Regions from separate parts of the Mus musculus genome. Here all the other regions are linked to region 4. The links are chromatin contacts, called in public Hi-C and HiChIP or PLAC-seq maps. All regions are on one chromosome and are shown on one strand. Each heading gives the region's core, a stretch centred on a gene start, on an enhancer-like site or on the middle of the called end of the contact. The rest is flanking DNA. Distances are from core to core; before and after follow the strand shown.

Region 1 (5,446 bases), core at 1,133-3,632, 200 kb before region 4:
TGCTGCAGGCCAGCGGCCAATGTGGTTAGTAGGTGGTTTTCCTGTGGTGGTGCTGCCCACCTGTGTGGAGAAAGATCTCCCACTCTGACAGTCGGCTGAAGCTGGTGGGTTTCTGTCAGCCCGACTCCGGAATTCCAGTCACATGACCTCATCCAGCTCAGGACTTTCTGGATGTCTGAGAGGCTTTTCCTCATGACATACAAAGGCCAGCTATAGTGGCACACTTGGTGTGTTTGGGTATTGAGATGGTCCATTCAAGTAAGTTTTCTGGGCAAAGGTCTTTCCCAGGGAACATCCAACCTCCTCGCTTCTGCACCTTTAGCAGAACCCTTCGTAGAAGCCCTGGACCCAGAAGGCCGCACAGAGGGCCGGCTTCCTGTGATGAGTGAGATGTGTGTATCACAGACCAGGACCTTCCTTCCTGTGAAGATGCTTACACAACGATGCTCACTGGGTCTGAGAGCTAATACAGAACATAAGGACAGGCCGATGCAACGAATGGCGATAATAGCTCTTATAGCTATTAATAGCATGGGGCAGCAACAGGCCCTCTCTGTCCCCTGCAGCTCATGACTTACTAGCTGTCTGACAAACTCTATTTCTAATCCGCATGCTGATCCCACGGGGAACACGCTTCCCTTATATTTGCAGATAACAGAGAGATCAATACCCCTAAAGGGTTTGATGACATGGCTGTGAATGGCTGAGTGGGTTGTGTGTGAGGGTTTTGTTTTTATTTTTATCAGCTATGATTCTCTTCCTGTTGGAACATGCTCACACTGGCAGACACATCCAAGTGTGTCTTCTAAGAAGCCAATTCGTTGGAAATTCCCTAACACGACTGAGCATTATCTGAACTTCTGGGCTTCTCACACCACTGAGCGATGGCTCTGGCACACGTGTGGCATACACGTGACATCACAGAACTGAAGAGAGAAGGAAGACTCTAGAGTCCACCTTACTTTAACAGGGCATCAAAATCCTTGTTGAACTGTCAAGACAGTAGCTGTTGGTAGAACTTTCTCTCCAGACTTTCTTCTACATAGTCCTCCTGTAGTCTACTTAAGATTGCTACCTAGTGTGTATAAAGACTGGCATCTTTGTTCCTTTATGGGCAGGTCTGATCTCTCTTCTGACATGGGATGATCACAGACCCATTAACTTTGTTTGGACATATTTCCTGTATAGAGTAAAAAGGACAGAATTTATACTCTTCACAGTGGGGCAGGTCCTTAAATTGAGTGACTTTCTTGGTGCCCGAGTTCATCGGTTTAAATGAGGGGAGACGAAAGTCATCGATTGTCTTGCCGTATTAATTTTTTGGCTTACTGTGTATACATAACCTTGTCCAATCTGAATATTCAAATGAAGTAAATCTCTTTTTGACTTGAGACAAACCCAGGAAGCCTGCCGTCAACGCCACAAGTGCACTATAGCAGATGAACCTTTGTCAAATGGATACAAAGTTTCCAAATGCAGACTCCTAAAGAATATGGTTTGTCTAACAGCACTTTCTGGAACCACTAAATGCAGCTCCTTTCCCTCTCTTCCTCTGGGCTCCCAAGGGCCATGTGAAGAAGGTTGCTTATGACTAACTCAACCAAGCAACAGGAAAATAGTGCTCCCCCACTGCACCCATCCCAGTCAGTCCAGACACCACCACAAGAATCCCACTGTGGACTTGGGCACCTTTCTTTCTAAGCATTTGAAAAAAATAAACGGGCTATTCTTAGTGTGGCCCCTCTAAAGTGGTCTTTATAATGTAAGTTTAAAATTTTGTTTTGCCAAATTCTCTCTCTCTCCACACACACACACACACACACACACACACACTTTATTGAGATAGGGTCTTACTATGTATCCTTGAAAATGCTATGTAGACCAGGCTGGTCTTGAACTTACAAAAATCCTGTCTGTGCCTCCTAAGCGCTATGACTGAATGTGTGTGCCACCATGCCTGGCTTTTGACTGGGATCCTAATGCTGAGGTGAGTTAAGAGCATTAGTAGAACTTGTGCACACAGTTTCTACTATAGACACTGGACTGGCCATAAATGACAACCTCTTATGACTGAGTATTAATCAAGAGATGTGTGTGTGTGTGTGTGTGTGTGTGCTGTCAATCTCTCCTGGTAAAACTCCTTGCTATTACCATATCTATTTAAGAGAGCCCTTCAGCACAGTTGTCAGAGTGGTATCTCCTGATGCCTTTACTCCTCTTTACCTGGTGTGACACACTTTTCGTACCTTGTACACACACGTTAGCATGCACACTTTGAGTAATTTGTGAAGCAACTGTGAAGACTTTCCATAAATAAAGCGGGTATGTTTGTCAAGTATCTAAGGAGGAAGGTGACTCACGCCTGTTGTCCACAGCACCTGCTTCTGTACTTACTCATCAGCAAGGCTGTGATTCAGAGCTCTCTCTGGGGAAGCAGGCGGAAGACCGGTGCACATTGTTCTGTGCAAACTTCAAGTCTCGCTTCTCCTCCTTAAGTCTTTATATGTGCCGTGGAAAGAATTTATTCCATTTGGCTCACCAGCAAGATGCTAAAGCCATGTTATAGCTGTTTTCAGAAAAAAAGGTCCTCCAGTGTCCCAGAGCACCTGTGTGAAGACCTTGGGGATTCAGGAAAGGCTTCGTTGTGGAAGGAAGCACCTTGGCTCTGAGTAGGAGCTGATGAACGCAAATCCTTCTAGACCACCACACTGCTTCTGTTTTCTCATCTGAGGACTGAGCCCTGGGGAAGCCAGGCAATGTGACCATAGCAGCCCCAAAGCAAAAGTGTCCCTTTGAAGGAAGCGATCGATGCATCGAGCCCTTAGAAAGAAAAATAAAGCCCACGAAGAGGTGACAGTATAAAATCTACCACAATCAATCAATGATAAGATGTCGGGGTGAGCCTAGCAGTGTGCTTTATACGATGAACGTTTTATCTGTCACTGCCTGGAAGTGAGGCAGATGACCCCGACAGTGTGCAAGCTTGGCCTCTACTCTACCCGGAGCATTCCTCAACCCAAATCCCAGAAGCATTAAGAAGGTGCTTATCTGAGACTCACATCTCTGTGCCCGAGGCTGTGACACCATTCCTGTGCATTGCTGGGACAATCCCTTCCTGTGGCAGGAGCCACGAAGCACGCGCTCATACCAGAGGCCCTTGAACAACGGATTTAACAATTGTTTCTCTGTAGGATTTGTTTAATTTTTAAAAGTTTCAACATTTCTGAGGAAACACAGTTATCCAGATGTGTGTGCATGAACTGGCTGTGGTTGGGTTGGGTCACTGTGCTTGGGGCGGGGTGTAGAGGAAGAGGGGGCACCAGGATTTCTTGGTTTTAAGAGACAATGAGGTCTTTGGGGAGTCTTTTCACCTCCTGTTGTCTAATACTGCAAGTAAGGAGCTGCCAACTTTGATAGAAGCCAACCAATTCCTAGATTACCTCTAAGGGAACCGGAGATTCCAATGAGTTAGTTAGCTCATGGAGGTATAGCTCGGAGCATATTCAAGGTGTTACTCTTTAATTTAAAAACTGGAGTCACTTGTACAGGTGGTCATCATTACTGTAGATTAGTCAATGGCACAGGGGAGGTTTCTTAAAAAAGAAATCTTCCTATTAAATACGAAATGCCTGGTAAAACGCTGTGTGGGCGTGGGAGTGGAAAAGACCTGCGGCCCCTTTCAGCTTCTCCTTCAAGACAAAAGCATTCCAAAGGGTTTCTTTGAAAACCTGCCCCTGGTTGGAGACTTCCTGGGACTGAGCAGCTCTTACCAGACACAGGTCTGGTCTAGCTGGGCTAAAGTCTTGGATGGACTGTTCTTGAAGAGATGGGTTGGTATGTGCAGAACTCGTGAAGGGGTCTCTATCTGTCATCCTGGTGGTGGCCAAGGAAACTGCCTGATGGTTGGAGACAGCTCAGAAGGGTCCATCCTGGAGCAGGAAGGCAGGCAGAGTTAGCTCTGGCTCTTGCACCCACTGGGGTAACAGGGAGGAGGAAGAGGAGGAGGAGGAGGAGGATGCTGTGTCCCCACAGGGCTACCTCTGCCCCGCTCCCACGGGAGAGCTATTTCATGCAAGATAGTGTAGTAGACTCCAAGATAGTGTTCTTTCAGTACCACCATCTCAGGGATGAAGGAGAGACCAAGTAGCCCATGGCAAATGCCTCTGGAGACCGGAAGGGGGCCAGCCCTGGACCCCAGTGTTGTAGGACAGAGTTTGTTTGCATGCACTATCATGGACATTCTTAAGTCCATTTCTGAGCTACGGAGTGGGAAGAGGGCCACATGGTGGGAAAGTTGCTAGTGCTACCCTGCCCTGGCCCTGGCTTCTACATCTGAGGCACAGTACCTGACAGCAAACACTGATGAATGGAAGAAATTGGCAAGATGGAAGAAAAGGAATTTTGCTAGAGATGGCCGGGAGACCAGTCCTTTAGGTCAGCTCTGCCTTGGGGGGGTGGGGGGTCACCCTATGCATTGTAGTTTAACTGTATCCCAGGTTTTATGACAAGATGGGGTCGGGGGTGGGGATGGGGTGAGGGAGAGGGAGGAGCCTCACGGTAGCGGCTGTGGGCATGCTGCCCCGTTTTACAGAGGGAGAACCTGAAGGAGAAGGGTGCGCCTGTGTGCTGAGTGCCCGGGCATCTGTATGTCGGAGCAGGAACTAGACTCCGAGATGAACTTCCTCACAGCGAGTGTAATTTTCAGCCCCGGATGGCAAACTGGTGTCCAACTGTAGGGCAAACTCTGCAGCACACATGCACATTGGCCTGCTGTGGGACGTCTCCCCCCACCCCCCCTTGGGTACGGGGAGGCCTGAGAGAACCAGGGGCTGCAAGAATGACTTCCTGGACCCACAGCCCCCACAGAAGAGCTCCTGGCAGAGCTGCGGGTACCACCCTTGGCTTAGAGGAGGAGGCTTGAGAGCCTTCCAGGGCGGTCAGGGTGTTCTTGAGCTCAGGAATGCTCTCAGAGGGAAGGTTTCATGAGACGGTGGTGGCGTAATGGGGCTAAGGTTAGGAGCGGGGGTGGGGTGCAGTGTGCAGGGCTGGACTGCAGGAAAGAAGGAGTTAGGGAAATCATGGTGTCAAGGGACTCGGAGGGAGCGCTGGCCATATTTGCAGAAGCCTCCTGGTGCACACTCAGGTGACGCTCTGAGCAAGCCAGGAGCCGGATGACTGTAATTTCTACCATAGCGCTGTCTCCAAGAGGCAAGAGAAGTGCACACTGGGGGTGGGGAGACTGGAGAACCAATCTACAGAACCTTCTCCTCCCTGGCTCAGACACTTTGTTTAGGAAAAGAAACCACCCATGGAGAAATGAGGTTAAGGCTGCAGGAACAACTTTGGACCACTAAGTTTCAAGTATGTAAGATCGGCTCAGATATCCAAGGATGCTCATTGGGGCCAGCACTGGATCTCAGTTCAAGTTTTGGTCCTGGATTCTCCA
Region 2 (6,132 bases), core at 167-2,666, 210 kb after region 4:
TAAATTCCTCTTGCTTTTAGCATCCATTCCAGGTTCTGAGTCGTTCACTCAGTGAGTCCCCAGTAAGCTAAGGCTCACCAGAGACTTACAATATAACCCAGATCCCCTGCCCAGGGAACGGTCCTGCCCACGGTGAAGATGGGTTCTCCCACATCAGTGGGCATGGGCGAAGGGAATCTCCCACAGGTATGCTCAGAGGCCCATCCTTGGATGATGATAGATTTTGCCAAGCTGATAGTTAACAGTCGCTATCATACACAGCCACTCAGCAGGCTAGCTAAAGCCTTAAGTTCAGCGAAGAGCCATCACAACCTACAGTCTACACAGGCAGTGAAACTGGCGTGACTCACTGCTTGCTTTGACCTGCACCCGTGATCTGAGCAGGCAGTGGAGGTTCACTGTCAGAGGGAAGATGTGGAGAAAATGAACCAGGTAGTGGCCTCAGCTACCCAATTCCCTTTCTTCTGTAACAAGGTTCCCTCGGTGTGGTTCCTATGTACATCTTTTCTTTTGGGAGGGAGGGAGGGAGGGAGGGAGGGGGTGTCATTTTCAAAATGAAGTCTGAGTAGGAGCTCAGTGCCTTGCACATTCAAGGTAGGCGCTCTGCCAGTGTGCCAGACACCCCAGTCCCCTTTCACTCACTTTTCAACAGAGGAATGTATCTGTCTGTCTGTCTGTATGTATGTCAGTTTGTCTTTTTCTTTCCTTTTTTTCTCTCCTCCTCCCTCCTTCCCTCCCTCTTCTCCTCCCTCCTTCCCTCTCTTCTCCCCTCCCTCCTCCCCTTCTCCTTCTTCCATCCCCCTCCCCTCCCTTTCGCCTCCACTCCACCCCTCTTCCTCCCCCTCCCTCTCTGCCTTCTCCCTCCCTTCTCCCTCCCTCCTTCCCCATCCTACTTCCCCTCCCTCCCCCTCCTCCCTCCCCCTTTCCTTTCTTCATTGTTGGGATTCTGTGCACACACTCCTAATCTTTCCTCCCACTCTTATCTCACAGTATTACTAAGTCACCTTCCTTAGCTGGGTCTTAATATATCACCACAGTGACTCCTACAGTAAAAGGAACAATCCCTTTGAACCCTAAGACAGGTGAATGACCTTTTGAAATACACACACACACACACACACACACACACAGTGGTGCAATGCAGCCAGGTACACCAAGTGATTGACAGCTGAATAAAAAGTGCTTTTCTCAATTGAGGTCCACCTGCCAGAGCAAGGCTGGCAGCGGGAAAATTCTTGCACATTCCCCTGAGTGTCTGTCATCGCTAATATTGAGGCTGTGTGTATGGGTGAGTAGTCACTGCTGTGATATTTAAAGAGCCTTGTTCTTTTATTTTTTTTTCCTTCCTGGAATAGAGAACCAAGAGAACAGAGTTTTACAGACTGAAAACGAGAAACAAACAGAACAGCGCCTCATTCTTCAGAGTAAACAGAGCAAAGGCCAGCGGTGGCAGATGCAGCCAAGAGCTGGCTCTGTGCAGACAAAGAGCAGATTATGAAAACAAAACTCTATCCGCTGAAATCATTGCCTTTAATTACCGACCCAGGAGCTTCGTTTAATGCTTCCCTTTTACACAGACGTTTGGAGCAAATGATGCTCAGAAGCAGGAGTCAGAAAACAAGATTGTTCCATGGACTGAGTAGGGGGAAGCTGGAGGTGACACAGATGTGTCCCCCCTTCTCTTGGTCTGCTTGGATGACTCTTCCTTTAAAGTCCTGCAGAGACCCCTCCTCTACATCAATATTTGCTCATTTCTTCCGTAGATTTAAAAATCTACACGGTCATCTTATTGCCACCAATGCACAGGACACCGACTTCAGCTCCTTCTCTTATACTGATACTGGGGACACGAAGTGGGTTCTGCCCAGGTCTCAAGTTTGGAAGATCAAATAGCAACAGTACACATTGCCTCTGTGGCCGTTGTGGCCTCTGTTCTGCTTTTTAGCCACAGTTCCGGACACACCACAGCTCAGAAAACTCCCCTTGGGGTGGGGTGCTCCGTCTGTCTCCTCTCCTCCCACAGCCTGAGCGAGCATACTGTGTGAATGACTAAGTTGTGAATGACTGATGGACCGATGTAGAAATGGGCCCAAATGGCTGCACTTGGGTTTTAAAAGAGATAGCAAAATTCTGTCCTCTAGCCGACCAGCAGAGAGAGAACAGGTCATCTGTGAGATGGTGCCAAAGAAACACTTGCAGCCCTGTGCCAGCACTAGCCTTCCCCTGGCTCACTGATGCCTGAGAACTGAGAGATCCTTCCTGGACTGTTGGACTATGCGAGGCTAACTCTGAGGAGGGGACTTTGTGTCTAACAAGCTGTGAGGTACTATTAAAGATGGAGTAAGATCCCCAGGGCCGCTGCTTGTCTTTTCCTGGGATCACTGGCCCTTCGAAACCCTGGGACACGTCTCCTTTCATGGGTTTGTAAACAGAATCCAGCACAGATTTCAGGTGTTGAGCTACCATAGATGGTACCAAATTCCTTGAACTCTAAAGATACATTCTTGCTTTGGACTCCACCCCAAGTTTTTGTAAATGTGATACAACGCACTGGGTGGTTTCTAAGAAGAGGTAATGTCCCTCTCTGTAGGTAAAAGTTAATGGAGAGTTGCTAAGTTACATTTGATGCTGTGTTTGAAATACTAGTTACCGTTTCTAAGAATAAGACTAACCTTGGATGCAGTCTTTGGCAGTGGCGGTTAACACTGTGATTGGATCTCCACCGCAGTGGTCATGGTTCTCTGTCTCCCCTCCCCTCCCCTCCCCTCCCCTCCCCTCCCCTCTCCCTCCCCTCCCCTCCCCTCCCCTCTCCTCTCTCTTCTCTCTTTTCTCTCTCATCCTCACTGAGATTTTCTCTCCCTTCTCTCCTCTCAATGCCTTCTCCACCTCCCCTCTGCCTCCCCCCACCATTCACCCCTAATGACTACAGACAATGACTACTAATGTGTGTGGTTATATGTATGTGACATGACTTGTGGTACTTTGTGAGTGTGTACACTGCACACCCATGCACGCCCACTGACATCTCATTTCTTTAGACACGTGTTTCTTTTCATCTCAATAAAATATTTGTCTTAAAAAACTGCATACTTGACATGGTTAGGGGGCTGATTCCAGAGATTTCTCGCTGGGAAGACAGACAATTAAGCATCTCTCCGGCCCACAGCGCTGTTTGCTGCCTTCTGCCTTCTCAAGGCCGACTCCTTAAACTGTGTGTCGTGAGTCAAACATGGATGGAAACAGGACACTTGCAAGCAGGAACAAAGCAAAAAGCCTTGGACAAGCAGCACCCAGACATTAATTCACAATTATCCATGTAATGAATCTGAGGTGACTGAAGCCTTGGATCTAAGGACCATACGTGTATCCATGTGTAGCACGTGACATCACACCATACAAGGCCAACAAATGCTCCCGAAATACATCAGCTCAGATTCAAGTCTACTCCATGCTGTGAGCTGCATGTTTTGACTGTGTTTTTAAAGGAACATAAAGTTTTAATTATGGGAAACGAATACTTTTCATATTTCCCTACTGTCATATAAGTATTGGGTTAGTACCATCTCTGGATTGGATTGGATTAGAATGTCTGATTGTTTAAAAATCGCTGTTTGTGCCATTAGCTTGAGTTTCATGAAGAAATTGTTCAGTGAATTTTGACGTGAGATTAGGACAGAATTTCTAATAATTGTTAAGTGGTCCCTCCCTTTTTATACTACACATTTATGAGACTAGTGTCCGGAGTACTGCCGTCTGTGAAAGCAAACTATGCATGAACTCAGAAAAACCTTCAAGATGCTCTAAGTGTCTGGGTGTAGTGATCACAGCTTTAATCCCGGCACTTGGGAGAGTGAGGCGACAGGACCTCTATGAGTTGGAGGCCAGCCTGGTCTATGTAGCAAGTTCCAAGCCATACAGGGCTACGTAGTGAGACCCTGTCAAATAGTCAGCTGGGTTTTAATTTTTTATGTAAAAATAAATGGGCAAATCCATCTCATTAATATGCAAATGTGCTTTCTCACTTTTAATAAATGGTGAGATGTAGGTACCGAAGACTTGTGTTGGAACAAATTCCATTATGATTTGTTGTCAGTGTTTGATTTGCACACCCACTTTATACAACTCTGTACCTGAGGTCACACTGAAGTTTATAAGATGAAAAGAGGTTGCAGTCAGAGTGCCATATCATGCTGCAGACAGCAACACTTCCTGTATGTGCATGTAGCATGTAGCGTGTAGCCTGTAGTGTGTAGCATGTAGCATGTGTGTAGTTCATGAAACTGTAAGAGACTGTGAGGAGGGAAAAGTAGGTCTTACACAGGTGAAGTAACAGATGTGACATGGATGTACGAGAGAAGTTCCTGGGAGGAGGAGGGGACCAGCCGAGGTGGCAGAAGGGAGATCATCAAGAAAAATAAAACATGTGTGAAAATGCCACAAAGCAAACACCACTGTGTGTGGTGACTTAAAAGGCCCAATTTCTAAAGCAAGGCAGGAGCTATATCCCATAGTTTTGTCCTTTCTATAACTCCGGCTGAATGCAGCAACACAGTTATGGGACAAGGAGCCTGCTTTACTTATGTTATGCACCAGGAGGAGAGTTATGGCTGTCCCTTCCCACCAAGCGTTCTTCACTCTCTCTGCTGGCCTGGAGCCCTTTTCCATTAATCAGCCCAGTCCGCATCTGTTCCCGAGACCTGCAGAGGCCCAGCGGAATTCCAAGAATTCCTTTAAAGAGAGAACATGAGATTTCCTGGTAGGACTCACAGGGGCCCTGCATAGCCAGCCAGGATTGAGTTAGGAGGAGCTGCGTGCTCAGGATTCAAAGGGCATTCTTGCGCCTTACCTGGTAGTTATAACTTGGCTTTTCCAGTGGGCGTGTACTAAGTGGTGTATGACTTCTTAAGAAAAGGTTTAGCCTTCAGAGTAAAGTTAATTTTCTCTGGTAGTAAAAACAAAATGTCAGAGTCTCTGAGTATTAGCAGCTGTCCACTCTGTTGCTGCTTCTTCCTTCCGGAGCCGGGTTTCTCCGACGCTCCTGTCAACTAGGTTGCCGGATAACCTAGCAGCAGAGCTTTCTCTGGGTCCGTCTCTCAGGTGGCCTCATCCAAGAGAGGCCCCTAGGTGAGGAGATGCAGGACTGGGTCTCTATGTGGCCAGCTTCGGTGTCTGCGTGCCTTCAACCATATCCACAGGGAGAGAGCAGCCCTATCTCTAGCACCTTGCCCCTGCCTGCCTGGCTGCAAGTAATTAAATGTGTCCAGAAGCTTGGAGCCCCCCACAGGGCAAAGGTAGCTCTGACTTTTGAATGTGCCTCCCACTCCTGCATTGGTCATAACCTTATAGATTTTTCCTGGGACCCTCACTCCCATCTGTTGCTTCCCCTAAATGTTTGGAGGCCTACCAGCCCTTGAAGCTACAATTGCTGGACTCAGGTATGGCCCCCATTAGCGCACACATCCCTTTCTTTGTGTGGCTTCTCATTCTTCATTCTGTCCAAGGCAACGAAGCAGAACCTCTCACTTTCAGAGATTGCCCAGCGAATGTCCTCTGCGCACAGCCACGACTGTATTACTATTTTCAGAAACTGTGTTGTGGATTGATTGAATTGTCTTCTCAAAGTTCATGTGCTGAATTGAAGTGACCCCCCTACCCCTGCCCCCAGTACTGTATTTAGGAGACAGGATCTTCGGGGTTAAAGAGCCTTGCCTGGATGCTAATTCAATATGAAGGGAGCCCTTACTGAGAGGGAAGTTTTTACGCATGCAGATGTACAGAGGGAAGACAAAAGGAAGGGAGACAGCCAGTGATAGATTCTCAGTGCTCAGAAGGAGACAGAACTCCAGACAACCACCCCAAGCTTAGATGTAGGCAGATCCTTGAGTTGTAGAACCCAAGCTGTAGCAGTACTTTTGGTGGCTTCTAAAGTTATTGCAAAGAGTGCAATAAACCCAGCGATAAATAGCACAGTAGCCCTGTGCGATCTGCCCTTAAAAGCAAAATGCTTTGACTAGCATCTGCGTTATCCTCCCTCGCCCCCCCCCCCGCCCCAGTTAATGGGACCTACAGATCTGGGGCTGGGGTCTGACCCTGCCCTGGATGGGCTCAGCACCACCATCACCAAGACACCAG
Region 3 (5,758 bases), core at 1,702-4,201, 130 kb after region 4:
AGTTAGCGGGAAAGCCCTCTTGCCTTTTGTGTATCTTTTGGTACTTCCCAAAATGTCCCACTATGAACACTATTCTCTTTATATACCCCAGAAGTTTCTAGAATTTCCTCTTATCCATATATATCTTCCTTATGTGTTTAAATATTTACATATCTAGAGGGAAGAGATCATCTCTTCCAAGGAGTTGATTTGTGTTATTTTAAAATTCTAGTGAAAGATACGACTAGGTCTGTTGGGTAAACACCTCCCTTCCCTAGGCCCGCCACTGCCCATCTGGACTCTGCTGGAGGCTCAGCCCTATGCAGTTCTTACCTTAAGGTTTTCTTATATACTGGTGTTCCCTGTAACTGGCTCTGCACAGGTGGTCCCTGGTTTTCTGCTTCAAAACAATTCTCCAGGAACTCTCTTGTCCATCTCAAACCTTACTACGTGTTTTACTAGTGGCCACCTCCTCTCGAGGCCTTCCTGAGGCCGCCCACCCACCACCAGTCATCCCACACCATCCAAAGATCACCTAGTCCCACCCCTTGTAGTAAGGGAAGTTTGTGGCCCCCAGGCCTTTGGGCATGTGCATTCCTCGATGCTCCTGCTCACTGGTTTGTTTTCTACCTGTGTCCTCTCTGTCCAGTTGGCAGTCTGCTCTGCTCTCCTTTCTTCTTCTCAGCCCATTCCCTCCACCTCTCTGCTGTCTTAGACTCAGCCAGAGAATGTTTTCAATCTTCTGCCTTAGCCAAGGGACAAGAGGGTTTCCCAGGGTTTCAAGCCTCACCTCTTCGGAGAGAAGCCGATATGCCTTTCCTCTGGTGTGAACCACCATTTCGTTCTTCAATTATTAGGCTGAGAGGTATTCTAATAGTCTAAGCAAGGGCCTCGCATACAGGTCCATTTCTTCAGCTTTGCTTCTCTCAGAATGTCATCGGTCTTTTCAACGTCTTCTAGGCTCACAGCTTGTGATGGCTAGTCCTGGTTGTTAACTTGACTTTGCCTGGAATGAACTACAATCTAGAATTGAGGAAGGCTCACCTGTGATCTAGATCTTGAGGCTGGGAGATGCAAGTTTCCAACCTGGATCTTGGCATGGAGATCTTGAGGCATAGTGGCTATGAATCCCAGGAGACTAAGGCAACTAGATCTCTGAGTTCAAGGGCAGCCTGGGACAAAACAAGTCCCAGATCCAGACGTGGTGATACACACCTTTAATCTGGGACACACTTTCTCCTGGAGGCCTACATAAGGACATTGGAAGATGGAAGATTCGCCTGCTTGCATTTACTTGCTAGCACATCTGTTGGATCTCCTAGTCTTGTGGGACTGAGCAACTACTAGATCCTTGGACTTGCCATTTACAGCTGACCATTGTTGGGGAGTTTAACTACAGTCTGTAAGTCATTATAACAAATTCCCTTACTATATAGAGACTATCCGTAAATTCTGTGACTCTAGAGAACCCTGACTAATACACAGCCTCCATGAACTAGAGAATTCTTCCACATTTGACTGCATGCCCTGAGTCTGCATGAAAGTGTCCCGTTTCCCTATCACATACAGAAGGGACCTTGCTCTACACTTGTTCATACATGGCCTTCTCCCCTCCCATCCAGGGTCCACTTTCCTCATGCACACAGGACTAGAGTCCCCACACATCCAAAGTTGCTCTCAGTGCTTCCCCCAAAGTAGCCAACCTCTGACACATTTTTCATGGAAACTCCCTTCCCATCTATAAATCTCTTGGCTGCCAAAGTCAGTCAGCATCCAAGATACCCCACTGCAACTTGATCACAAACTACTAGACCCATCCTGGCCTTCCTCAATGTTTCTGAGTGCCGTCTGCCTGACCCTGAAAGGTTAAGGGTAAGGGGTACATGCCACAAACGTTTGTTTGCTGTATGTGTGATGGATAATGCTGTCTACTTGACAGAGCTAGAATAACCTGGAATATAAGCTTACATAAACTTTGATTACATCAGTGGATGTGGGAAGACCCATTCTAACTGTGTCAGGATCTGCACTTTACAGGGAAAGGGAGCTGAGCCCACATCTACATCGCTGTCCTCTGTTCTTGGTTAGGGATACCACGTGATCACTCCAGCTCCCACCACCATCATTTCCTTGCCTGGGTGGATGTTAGGCAAAAGTGAGCACCTTCTGTCTTAGGTCACTTTTTTTTTGTTTGTTTTTCGAGACAGGGTTTCTCTGTATAGCCCTGGCTGTCCTGGAACTCACTCTGTAGACCAGACTGGCCTCGAACTCAGAAATCCTCCTGCCTCTGCCTCCCAAGTGCTGGGATTAAAGGCGTGCGCCACCACGCCCGGCCTTAGGTCACTTCTGTCAGGGTGTTTTGTTATCACAGCAACAGGAAAAGAAACTGTTTCAACATCAGAACTAGCTACACAGACTTTTATGAAGTCGGCCATGATTTTAATTATTACAACTGGCAGTTCTCGTGGATGCCACATCTTTGCCCGGATGTGCTGACTGCATGCAATTAATTGCCCAGTTTCAGAGAACAGCTTGTCTAAAGCAGGACAGGAGGGACAGAGCAAAGAAGGAAAACCCCAATTTGAAATGAAACAAAGCCAGACCAAAAAACCAGTTACCACTTAACTCTCCTGAATTGAAACAGTATCTTCCCAGCTCCTCTGGTGAGAAGCAGAAAGCCACGGTGGAAGTACACAAGACAACCCCCGCCCCACCCCTCCGCTTCTGCTTTCTGGCAGATTTCAAGCAGAGCAGGTGGGCAGGTGAATGAGGCTGCCCAGGTGTTATTGTGGGTCCCGTCTGTGAGGGAAAACTTAGAGTCTGAACACAGAGGAGTGACCAGAAAGCCGAACTCTCCACTCTGAGATGCGTCGCTGCAGGCTAGTGTGGTTTTGCACTAGGAAAAACTATTCTGGGTTTATTAATGAGCGTATCAGAAGAGGGTGACTACAAAGAAGAGGAATGCGCAGGGGAAAGGCTACTCCCACACAGAAAGCAAAGAACAACGTGGGGCAGGCCTGGCCAGGCTTAGGGCAACCTCCCTTAATTAAAAAGAAGCTCGTGGGCGGCAGTGTTTACCTGCACTGTATTGTCTGTCCTTCTGTAAGCATCCTGCCATCTGGGCGGTGGATCTGGCGTACCGCTTTCACTCTGTCACATGGGAGCTGTCATGACATTCCAGGAATGGATTGTCACCTTCAAGGTCATCATGGCACTCCAGAAGTTCCTCGAACTCTTAAGTGGGAAGATAGCCACATGGTAAGACATCTTGCAGAAGCAACACAAGCTATCTTTGAGTCTGAAACAGAGGGAAAGTTCAGTCACCCTCCCTTGGACGCATGTGCAGGGACTTCTGTTGCCCACGGTGTTATCCACAGAAGAATGACTTTGGTGAAGTGACTGCTCACTCCATGGTCAGTGACAGATTCGAGGAAGGATGGGTTCTGATCCTGGGTTCCCAGGCAATGAAGGGCAGTGTTGTGCTGCCCCACCCCAAGTCTCACACCTTGGGTCTGCAGCTTACCTGTGGGCCTCATTAGTCCTTGGCAGTTTCTCTTATTTTTTTTTAACGGGGGATCAATGCGGTAGTGTCCCATGACAGAACAGATGCCTCAAGCACATGACTGACAACTCCTTCAAGTCATGGTCTGCTGAGGGCTGACCCACATGGCTGCTCTAGGCATCACAAAATCAGGGCTCAACATAAATATTATGATTCAAAATACTTAGATTAGTCTTATGACCATGTAGAAGGAACATTTTCTCATGGTGGTGGTAGTGTGTGCACACGTGTGTGTGTGTGTGTGTGTGTGTGTGTGTGTGTGTGCAGTCACACAGGCATAAGTCCAACTGCCTACAGGTAGAGTTGAATTCCCCCTGTAACTAGAGTTACAGGTGGTTGTGATCCACCAAACAACTTAGGTCCTGGGAACTACAGTAGAGTCAGCTGCTTAACTGCCGAGACTTCTCCTCCAGCTCCATACGTGACGTTCACTGTCACTACAGTGAAATTTGAGAGCACAGGCACCTCATGCTGAGAATACTTCAGTTGCTCTGGTTCCCCTGACATTCAGAAAGGGGGCCTGCAGTCCATGGGAACACATGGGGTGGAACCACTCCAGACAGGCTCCATGGCCTTCTCTCTTCCTGGCCAGCAGCATTTCTCAAGTTACACTGTTGCGTAGTTGAAATATCAGTGTTATTGCCCAAAGTCAGTAGGAACTCTGCTGGTAATAAAGTAAGAGGTGAAAAAAATGAAACAAGCAAACAAAAAAAAAAAAATCAAACAATTGTTGAAGACCTGCACACTCAAGAGAAAGGTCCAGGGCAGATCTGAAAGTAGCAAGTCTGGGGCCAATGGTGGATCCCTGGAACTGCACGGCTCGGCTCTCTCTCAGAGCTCTCCACGTGTGGGGAAGAGCAGCACTAGCCATAGAAAATGACTGCGCAGGGCACAGCTAAGCCTCAGGGATGAGGAGCTAATTTAAATGCCTGCTGCATCTGGGAAGAGGCCAGACATACATATGTATGGTTACTTACGTTGGCCAGGCTTCCCAGAGCGCATCCTCCTGTCGCCCAGCTGGGGCCTCTGTCCCAGCTCAGCCCGTGCTTCTGCAGAACACCTTACAGCTCCATGCTGTACTCCAGAAGGACACACATGACATGGTGGTCACTTGCCTTTTCCTGAACTCTTGATTCTCAAGGACAGAGATGGAACCATCCCCATCCTCATTGTTTATGTAGCACTCTCCAGAGGCATTTGGAGATGGAGATGGGCGTGTACTTGCTATCCTAGCACTGGGGTCACAGCAGCAAGAGATAAGGAGTTCAAGGTCCTCTTTGGGTAGATAAAGATTTGGAAGCCTGCCTGGGTTCTGTGAAACCCTGTCTCAAAAATCCCAAAACAATATCAGAGGTGTCTGAGAGGAGCATGTGCTTGGAGCTTACTCTGAGGAACTGGAACACTGGGAGCACCACTAAACCCCAGTCTTTGTTCCTGCCTCACAGAAAATATCTGACACTTAAAATGGCCACTTCCCTACCGGACTATCAGTCCTCTTCAGTTTTCCTGCATTCTCTTAAATGACTCTTCCCCTCACACATAAATATTTTTAAAGCGCTTCCTGCACCTTTGAGCTATGGATATTGGTTCTCATTGAGTATCAAAAGAAACTGAGCTGAGTGTGGTGGCGCACACCTTTAATCCCAGCACTTGGGAGGCAGAGGCAGGCGGATTTCTGAGTTCAAGGCCAGCCTGGTCTACAGACTGAGTTCCAGGACAGCCAGGGCTACACAGAGAAACCCTGTCTCGAAAAACAAACAAACAAACAAACAAACAAACAAACAAACAACAACAACAGCAACAAAGGAAAGAAACTGACTATTCCGGATTGACTTGCACATCAGTCTATTATACCTGGAAGGTGTGGTACCGTATGCTTATTTGAAACTTAATAGTAATAGGGGCTTTTGCCTACTATTGCATGCCGCAAGTTTTTATGTCCTACTAAAGGCTGATAGACTAGATAAATGTTTCTACTCTAGAGTTAATCCAGTCAGTGCATTGGTTTCTACTGTGATATGATTCCAATAAAATGTGTTTGTATTTGTGTATGTGCGGTCACACACGCACACACACATAAACACACACCCATACATACACACACAAATACACACACATATACACACATACACACAAGTAACATACATACACACATACATACACATACACACATATACATACAAATAAAACATACAAAACACACATATACACATACAC
Region 4 (5,790 bases), core at 548-3,047:
GGCTTCCCTTTGTAATGAACTACAATTATAAGGGAAAACTAAACCCTTTCCTCCCCCAAGAATATCCAAACAAGGGATCAGTGGCTAATTGGACGCATGACTGCAGGCACACGTGCCCAGACAGTCCTTGATGCCGTCATAGGAGATAAGCTGGAAGGAGTTTAACTGGGCACACCTCTGCAATTACTGATAACTAATGCTGGCATCTACGGTCTGTCTTTCGTTCCTCATGACTCTCTCCTGTCTACAAGCCTCTTCACTCCCAGAAGTGTGGAATGAAGACATCTCCCTTGATACCTCTTTGCACTAATGAACCACAAATGATTGCTATCTTACTAATGAGAACCATCACTTTTGTGGAGGTCAGATGTTTGGCGAGGGTCTCTCTAAGCTGAGCCAATCGTTATCAAAGGATGGTTCCCTTTGGAAGCCCCAATGGAAAATCCATTTCCAAGTCCCTGGCAGCCCCGGAGTGGCTGCTCTTCTTGGTAGGTCAAGAACCACATCTGACCCAACAGCTATAGCTACATCACTTGAGGAAATGCCACAAAAGGAGGTTTACCTTCAATCCATCATGTGCTCTGTTAGTCAAGACTACTTACAACGCAGAGGTAAACCCACCCCTGGTGAAGTTCCCAGAGATCAGGGGACGGACCACTCAAGTCTCTTAACATACAGAGCCAGAAAGCACCTGGAGTTCCAGAGGCCAGAAAGTGGTAGCTTGGGCTGAATGGTACAGAGGGGCATCTCAGTTGTGTGTGCAGAGTCAAGGTACTATTGCCTCTTTCCACTGTGGGACAGAACCTGCCTCCAGCCCAGCACCCATCCTCTTCCTGTACCCCATTGCTCACTGAACCCAATTGTCCTCAAGCACCCCATAACCTCACATCACATAATCTCCTGTCCTTCATCCTTCTCCCTGAACCCCATCCTTTATGCACCCCATCCTTCCCCCCGCACGCCATCCCCCTCCTGTGCTCATTCTTCCATTCTTACACCCCACCCATTTCCCTGTACCCTAAAGCTACGACTGTACCCCAATCTCCCCCGGAACTGCATCCTCTGCACTGCACCCCATCTACCCTTCCTTGTTGAACTCTAGAGCCTCAAATCACCCAAGGGCAGCCGGGGGTTGTTTCTATTTCCGAATTGCCCTAGGGGGCAGCACACTCCACACAAAGCGGCACAGCCTGAGACACTCTCTTTTCCAGCCCTGAACCTGAACAGAAAGGGCAGGTCATCTCCTGGTTGGCCCATTCCTGCTTTCCTTGTGGTTTCTCTTGAGCAGCCAGCACCTGACCACCATATGGGTCCACCCATAAGCATAATCGAGTGTACACACATGCGAGCACTCAAACATGCTCACACACACACACACACACACACACACACACACACACACACGAGCATGAGAACAAACACCAGCACCCACACCCCACACCCCCACCACCACAGTGCCAGCCCCTGACTCTGCTCCCCACCCCCACCCATGTTCTTTGGCTACAGTTATAGGAAAAGACAGCCCTGGGCTCCCTGCCACGGTGCCCTCTTTGGTTTCTGTGGTGTCCTGTAAAGGACACCTTGGCACGCTAGGTGGGTGACAAGGGAGTGCACATGATTTCCAGGGTGATCCCCGGGCCTGAGTTGCTGCATGTGTCTCTATTAGGAGCTCCTGTGTCCCTGGGTCTGATGCCTTGGTGTGGCCCTGACGTGAGCAGGAGTGACGCTCTCTCTGTGACTCACCCGCGTCCACAGAGAGTAACCAGGATGCCAGGCATGCCAACCACTCAATCGAGCACTTGGCACTATGTGAGCCCACAGCTGCCAGCAGCATGCGACCAGAGGCTCAGCAGCCTGGGAGTCTCCTGTGCCTCTCCTCCCAGCTGTTCCTTGGAGGGGCCGTTGGTCCTGCAGAAAGTGATTCCCATTGCAGGTTGGATAGAGAACCTCAAAGAGGGGCATTGAGCAGAACCACTGTGAAGCTGGATAGAGTGCTCCTTGGCCTCCAGTCCCCTTGTAGCTCCCTGCTGAGTATCCAGCTCTGACCTCACTGTGCTTACCTGGAAAAATGAAGGGCGCAGAGGGAGTTTATCCTTTTCTAGTTCTGCTTGTCGATGTGTGCAGGCGAGGTCATGCTGCAGTTCTAAGGAAGGCAGCTCCTGCTTCTAGCATTTGTGGATCCAGTTGTGGTACCCTGGTCCTAGCCCCATGGTCCATGTCACTTCTTCTCTGTGTGTGCCCACCCCACTCTCTCTTTAGATGGATCAGGGTTCTGGCTAGGCCATCAAAATCTCGTTTTGTTCTAAGTTGTCATAGCTGCAGAGACGGATGTCCTTGTGAGGTGACATCTGAACTGCTGTCGACTTGACCATGCCGTTTTGGTGGTGTAATTCACCCAGCAATGCTTCCTTTGCAAGGCTGTGAGGGTTTTGTGCTCCCTAAGACTATTTACTAAACACTGTTCAGTTTCCTCTCAATAAACAACAGCTGTAAAGACATAAACCTCAGGCAGGACTACCCTCCCGCCATCTTCTGCTCTTCCCAAGCTTATTGGAAGCTCACCTTGCCTCTGCTTCAATTTACTGCTCAGGCCTGTGTGCCCTACTTTAGGGTCTGCTCAGCACAGGCCCTCAGACTCTATATTCCTTCTAGGATATAGAACGACTCTGAAGATGGGTTTGGGCAGGACCCACCATTCTCTCACAGACCAGATGTTCTGCAGTTGATTCCACGGTTCCAACCAGGAGCCGTCTCTCCTCTTGACAAATCATCCCAGAACTTTAAAGTAGCTCAGAAGACGGAGTGAGCCAGGAATCCCAGCTCTGTCACTCTCCATGTTAGCAAGTGAGTTCACCCTGCCTTAGGCCTGTTATTTGCCCCCTTGAACCTGAGGAGGACCTGTCTTCTGTATCCACAGCCATCCCAGCCCACAGATCCTCACAGACTCTCACCATTGCTGCTCACCACACAGCAAGAATCTTAGTTGCTCCTTATTGGGCCTTACACGCCCGCAGCCATGCAGAATGCAAGACAATGCAGCCAAGCAGCAGAAAGGCCTGGGTCCCTGGGAATTTTTCAGAGTCCCCAGAAAAGCCACCAAAGATGGTTTTGAACCTCACTCCCTGCACCTCTGAACTATGGTCATGACTGTGAGGCTCCACCTAGTTAGAAAGACCCCTGGAATGATATCCTACTGTTGGCTAACTAGACTTGTTCCAAGCTTCACCTGTTCCTGAGAAACAGAGAGTTAAGACATGTCTATTTTCCAGGATAAAGGAGACCCTGTGCGCCTCAGTCCCTGGAGATTTGTGCAGCTGTGTGACTTCTAGTGGATGGGTGCACTGCTTGCTAAGTGAGGAGACCAAGCAAAGAACCTCAAGGACTGAAAGGTTAGATCTTAAAAAAGGAGCAGAGAGCGTTCCCCAAGCCTGGATATGGGCCTGGAGCTCAGATGACTCAGACCTTTGGCTCCTGTGTCACATGAGGGAGACGTCCACACTCTGTTACTCTGGATCTGCTGCTGCCAGCCGCTCTTGGCCGGCGTCCTGAGAGTAAATGCCACACAGACTGTGTCCCGAGGAGAGTGCATGGCATTTTGTATTCTTTCGGCTCCTAGTTATGAGAGGGTGGACAATATTGCATATCCTTCCTACCCTGGGGATCCTGTCCTATAGTTTAAAATATCACATCTAAGACAGAGATACCCCAGATTGCAGCAGGGGCTGATTGCACAGGGACACTTGGCCGGCCTGACTGATAACATCAAGGCACCAAGTTCACAGGTTCAGGGGTCCTCTGTGGACTTCCCATTCATATCTTCTTCATATCATTGGGCAAGATTATATTAAAATGACGTGTATTGGAGGGCTGAGACTTTAGGGATGGCAGCAGCTGTCATGTCTTAGGCACCATGAAAAAGGTAGGCTGGACCAGGAATGGGGGACATGCTGAAAGGGCGTGGGAGGCTCTGAGGCACTGGGTCATTCTCTGAGGAGGACAAATGAGTGTCAACAACTTGAGGAAGGGTTTCCAGTGGGTGATGGTCTGGGAAACTCCTCTTGAGGGGCTTATCTTCTTATTTACTTGGCAAGGGTAGGCCAGGTGACCTGACCCCCAAGCCCCAGTTCCTTGCAGCTCCAGAGGTCAGGCTGTTACCTGCTCTCTGAAGGCATTGCTACCGTCTGACTGAAGTATTCCCCAAATGTGGCAGCCCAACCCGCAGCATCTGGTCAGAGATACATCGGGGCCAGCCTGGAGCCACTGAGTTAGCAGTCTGGGAGGGACCCAGATACCAGCTTTAAGCAAGATATTCCCCTGAGGGGTCGTGTCACAGCTCATAGTGTGACAGTATGTGGCTTACTTGAGCATTACTGAAAATGTGTCCTATCCCTCCCAAGTGTGAGGGGCTGAGAGCAGCCTTGTCTTTCTGGTTATCCTTTTCCAGGTATTTATTCCAGGACACGTAGCATGCAAAGATCCAGCCATGGGTTCACAGAACATGGAAGAACAGGTCTACCCACAGAACAATGGTTACATGAACTATGTACAGAGATTCACACACAGGAGTCTCTGTTCTCCAAGTTAAAAAGAGCAAATCGGTGGTTATGTTTCCAGCCCTGCAGAGATGACTGCGCTCCACTGGAAAAAGAAAAAGAAAACAAAACAAAACAAAACAAACAAACTGTAAACCAAACTGTAAAGCAGTGCAGAGAACAGAGCTTGCTCACGGTTGGGAGAAACTGACCTCACAAGCTGAAAGATACTTCAGTGTGCTGCCAAAGAAAAACATGTTATTTATTACTACTGTATATATGAAGTGTGTGGTGTGTGTGTGTGAGTATGTGTGTATGTGTGTGTGTGTGGTATATGTGTGGTGTGTGTGTGTATGTGTGTGGTGTGTGTGGAGTGTGTGTGGTATGTGTATGTGGTGTGTGTGGTATGTGTGTGTGTGGTGTGTATGTGGTATGTGTGTGTGTGTGTGTGTGTGTGTGTGTGTGTTGTGTGTGGTATGTGTGTGTGGTGTGTGTATGTGTGCATGTGTGTGTGTATGATGTATGTGTGGTGTGTGTGTGGTATGTGTGTGTGGTGTGTGTGAGTATGCCTGTGTGTGTATGTGTGTGTGTGTGCATGCCATGACATACATGTGGAAGTCAGAGGACAGCTTTAGGGAGTTGGTTTTTTTTCCCTCCACCATGTAAATCCCAGTGATTAAACTCAGGTCCTTGGACCTGGTGGCAGATGCCTTTACGCACTGAGCCATCTTACAGGGGTACATGTGGTAATCAATAACCACCCTGTGAGAAGATGGAACAGTCAAAGAGTTCTACAGAGGGAGTCGGTGCCCTGCCTTTACACAATGCTTACGGTTGTTCTTAGCAGGCAGGCTATGCTAGCTCATTTCCTTATGCCTGCCTTCCGTGGAAACTGAAAATAAGATTCCGTGGTGCCTGGAGACATTAAGTGGACCTCATAACATAACATCTATATCCACACTAAATAAATTAATCTCAGCAACAAACTTTGCCTTAAACAAACCTTACTTATCCCTGATATTCTGTGGACCTGTCTGCCCTGGTGCCACTGGGAGGAGCCAGGCCCAGCCACCGTTGACATAGGCAGACAGGAGAGTACAGCTGTCCAATGAGGATTGCGTCATCATGGTGACCAATGGATGAGGGTGGCACAGGGTTGGTGGATAAAATAGAGACATTAAAATGTAGTATGACTAAGGAGAGGAAGGCAGGGAGGGAGAGGCAGACAGACAGACAGAGACAGAGAAAGAGAGACAGA

The links. A called contact is a pair of places that touch in the nucleus more often than the background predicts. HiChIP or PLAC-seq counts read pairs in DNA pulled down with a chosen protein or histone mark.
Region 1: an HNF4G HiChIP or PLAC-seq map of pancreatic cancer cells shows a contact between it and region 4. The contact joins two enhancer-like sites. A contact is called at or near these places in 6 of 39 promoter capture datasets (3T3-L1-derived adipocytes, the HPC-7 cell line, embryonic stem cells and 3 more) and 1 of 115 datasets of contacts at active chromatin or transcription factors (pancreatic cancer cells).
Region 2: a Hi-C map of liver shows a contact between it and region 4, with 3 times the contacts expected there. The contact joins two enhancer-like sites. A contact is called at or near these places in 10 of 39 promoter capture datasets (the 3T3-L1 cell line, 3T3-L1-derived adipocytes, the C10 cell line and 7 more), 8 of 484 Hi-C or Micro-C datasets (the AML12 cell line, the HL-1 cell line, bone marrow-derived macrophages and 3 more) and 7 of 115 datasets of contacts at active chromatin or transcription factors (cardiomyocytes, double positive thymocytes, extraembryonic endoderm stem cells and 3 more).
Region 3: a contact with region 4 is called in a Hi-C map of muscle stem cells, with 2.2 times the contacts expected there. The contact joins two enhancer-like sites. A contact is called at or near these places in 1 of 15 datasets of contacts at CTCF or cohesin (large pre-B cells), 12 of 484 Hi-C or Micro-C datasets (the C2C12 cell line, the G1E-ER4 cell line, bone marrow-derived macrophages and 6 more), 3 of 115 datasets of contacts at active chromatin or transcription factors (embryonic basal ganglia, forebrain and pancreatic cancer cells) and 2 of 9 other capture datasets (embryonic stem cells and embryonic tail).

The regions. Positions count from the first base shown.
Region 1 is chr8:11,369,212-11,374,657 of GRCm38.p6, reverse strand. The region is part of intron 4 of Col4a2 (collagen, type IV, alpha 2); the gene reads right to left. Among named protein-coding and RNA genes, the nearest start is that of Gm46030, 32 kb to the right of the region's middle. Within about 2 kb of position 2,382, at least 65 of the 459 cell types and tissues checked have an H3K27ac peak or open chromatin away from gene starts, as enhancers often do. A contact at or near this core is called in pancreatic cancer cells, where this site is marked.
Region 2 is chr8:10,960,780-10,966,911 of GRCm38.p6, reverse strand. No RefSeq gene overlaps it. Among named protein-coding and RNA genes, the nearest start is that of 3930402G23Rik, 35 kb to the right of the region's middle. Within about 2 kb of position 1,416, at least 111 of the 459 cell types and tissues checked have an H3K27ac peak or open chromatin away from gene starts, as enhancers often do. A contact at or near this core is called in the AML12 cell line, the HL-1 cell line and liver, where this site is marked.
Region 3 is chr8:11,042,109-11,047,866 of GRCm38.p6, reverse strand. It overlaps 9530052E02Rik (RIKEN cDNA 9530052E02 gene), which reads right to left. Exons shown (of 5, transcript NR_046017.1): 2 at 3,058-3,213. Among named protein-coding and RNA genes, the nearest start is that of Irs2, 36 kb to the right of the region's middle. Within about 2 kb of position 2,951, at least 19 of the 459 cell types and tissues checked have an H3K27ac peak or open chromatin away from gene starts, as enhancers often do. A contact at or near this core is called in muscle stem cells, where this site is marked.
Region 4 is chr8:11,169,433-11,175,222 of GRCm38.p6, reverse strand. No RefSeq gene overlaps it. Among named protein-coding and RNA genes, the nearest start is that of Gm15418, 15 kb to the left of the region's middle. Within about 2 kb of position 1,797, at least 82 of the 459 cell types and tissues checked have an H3K27ac peak or open chromatin away from gene starts, as enhancers often do. A contact at or near this core is called in the AML12 cell line, the HL-1 cell line, liver and 2 more, where this site is marked.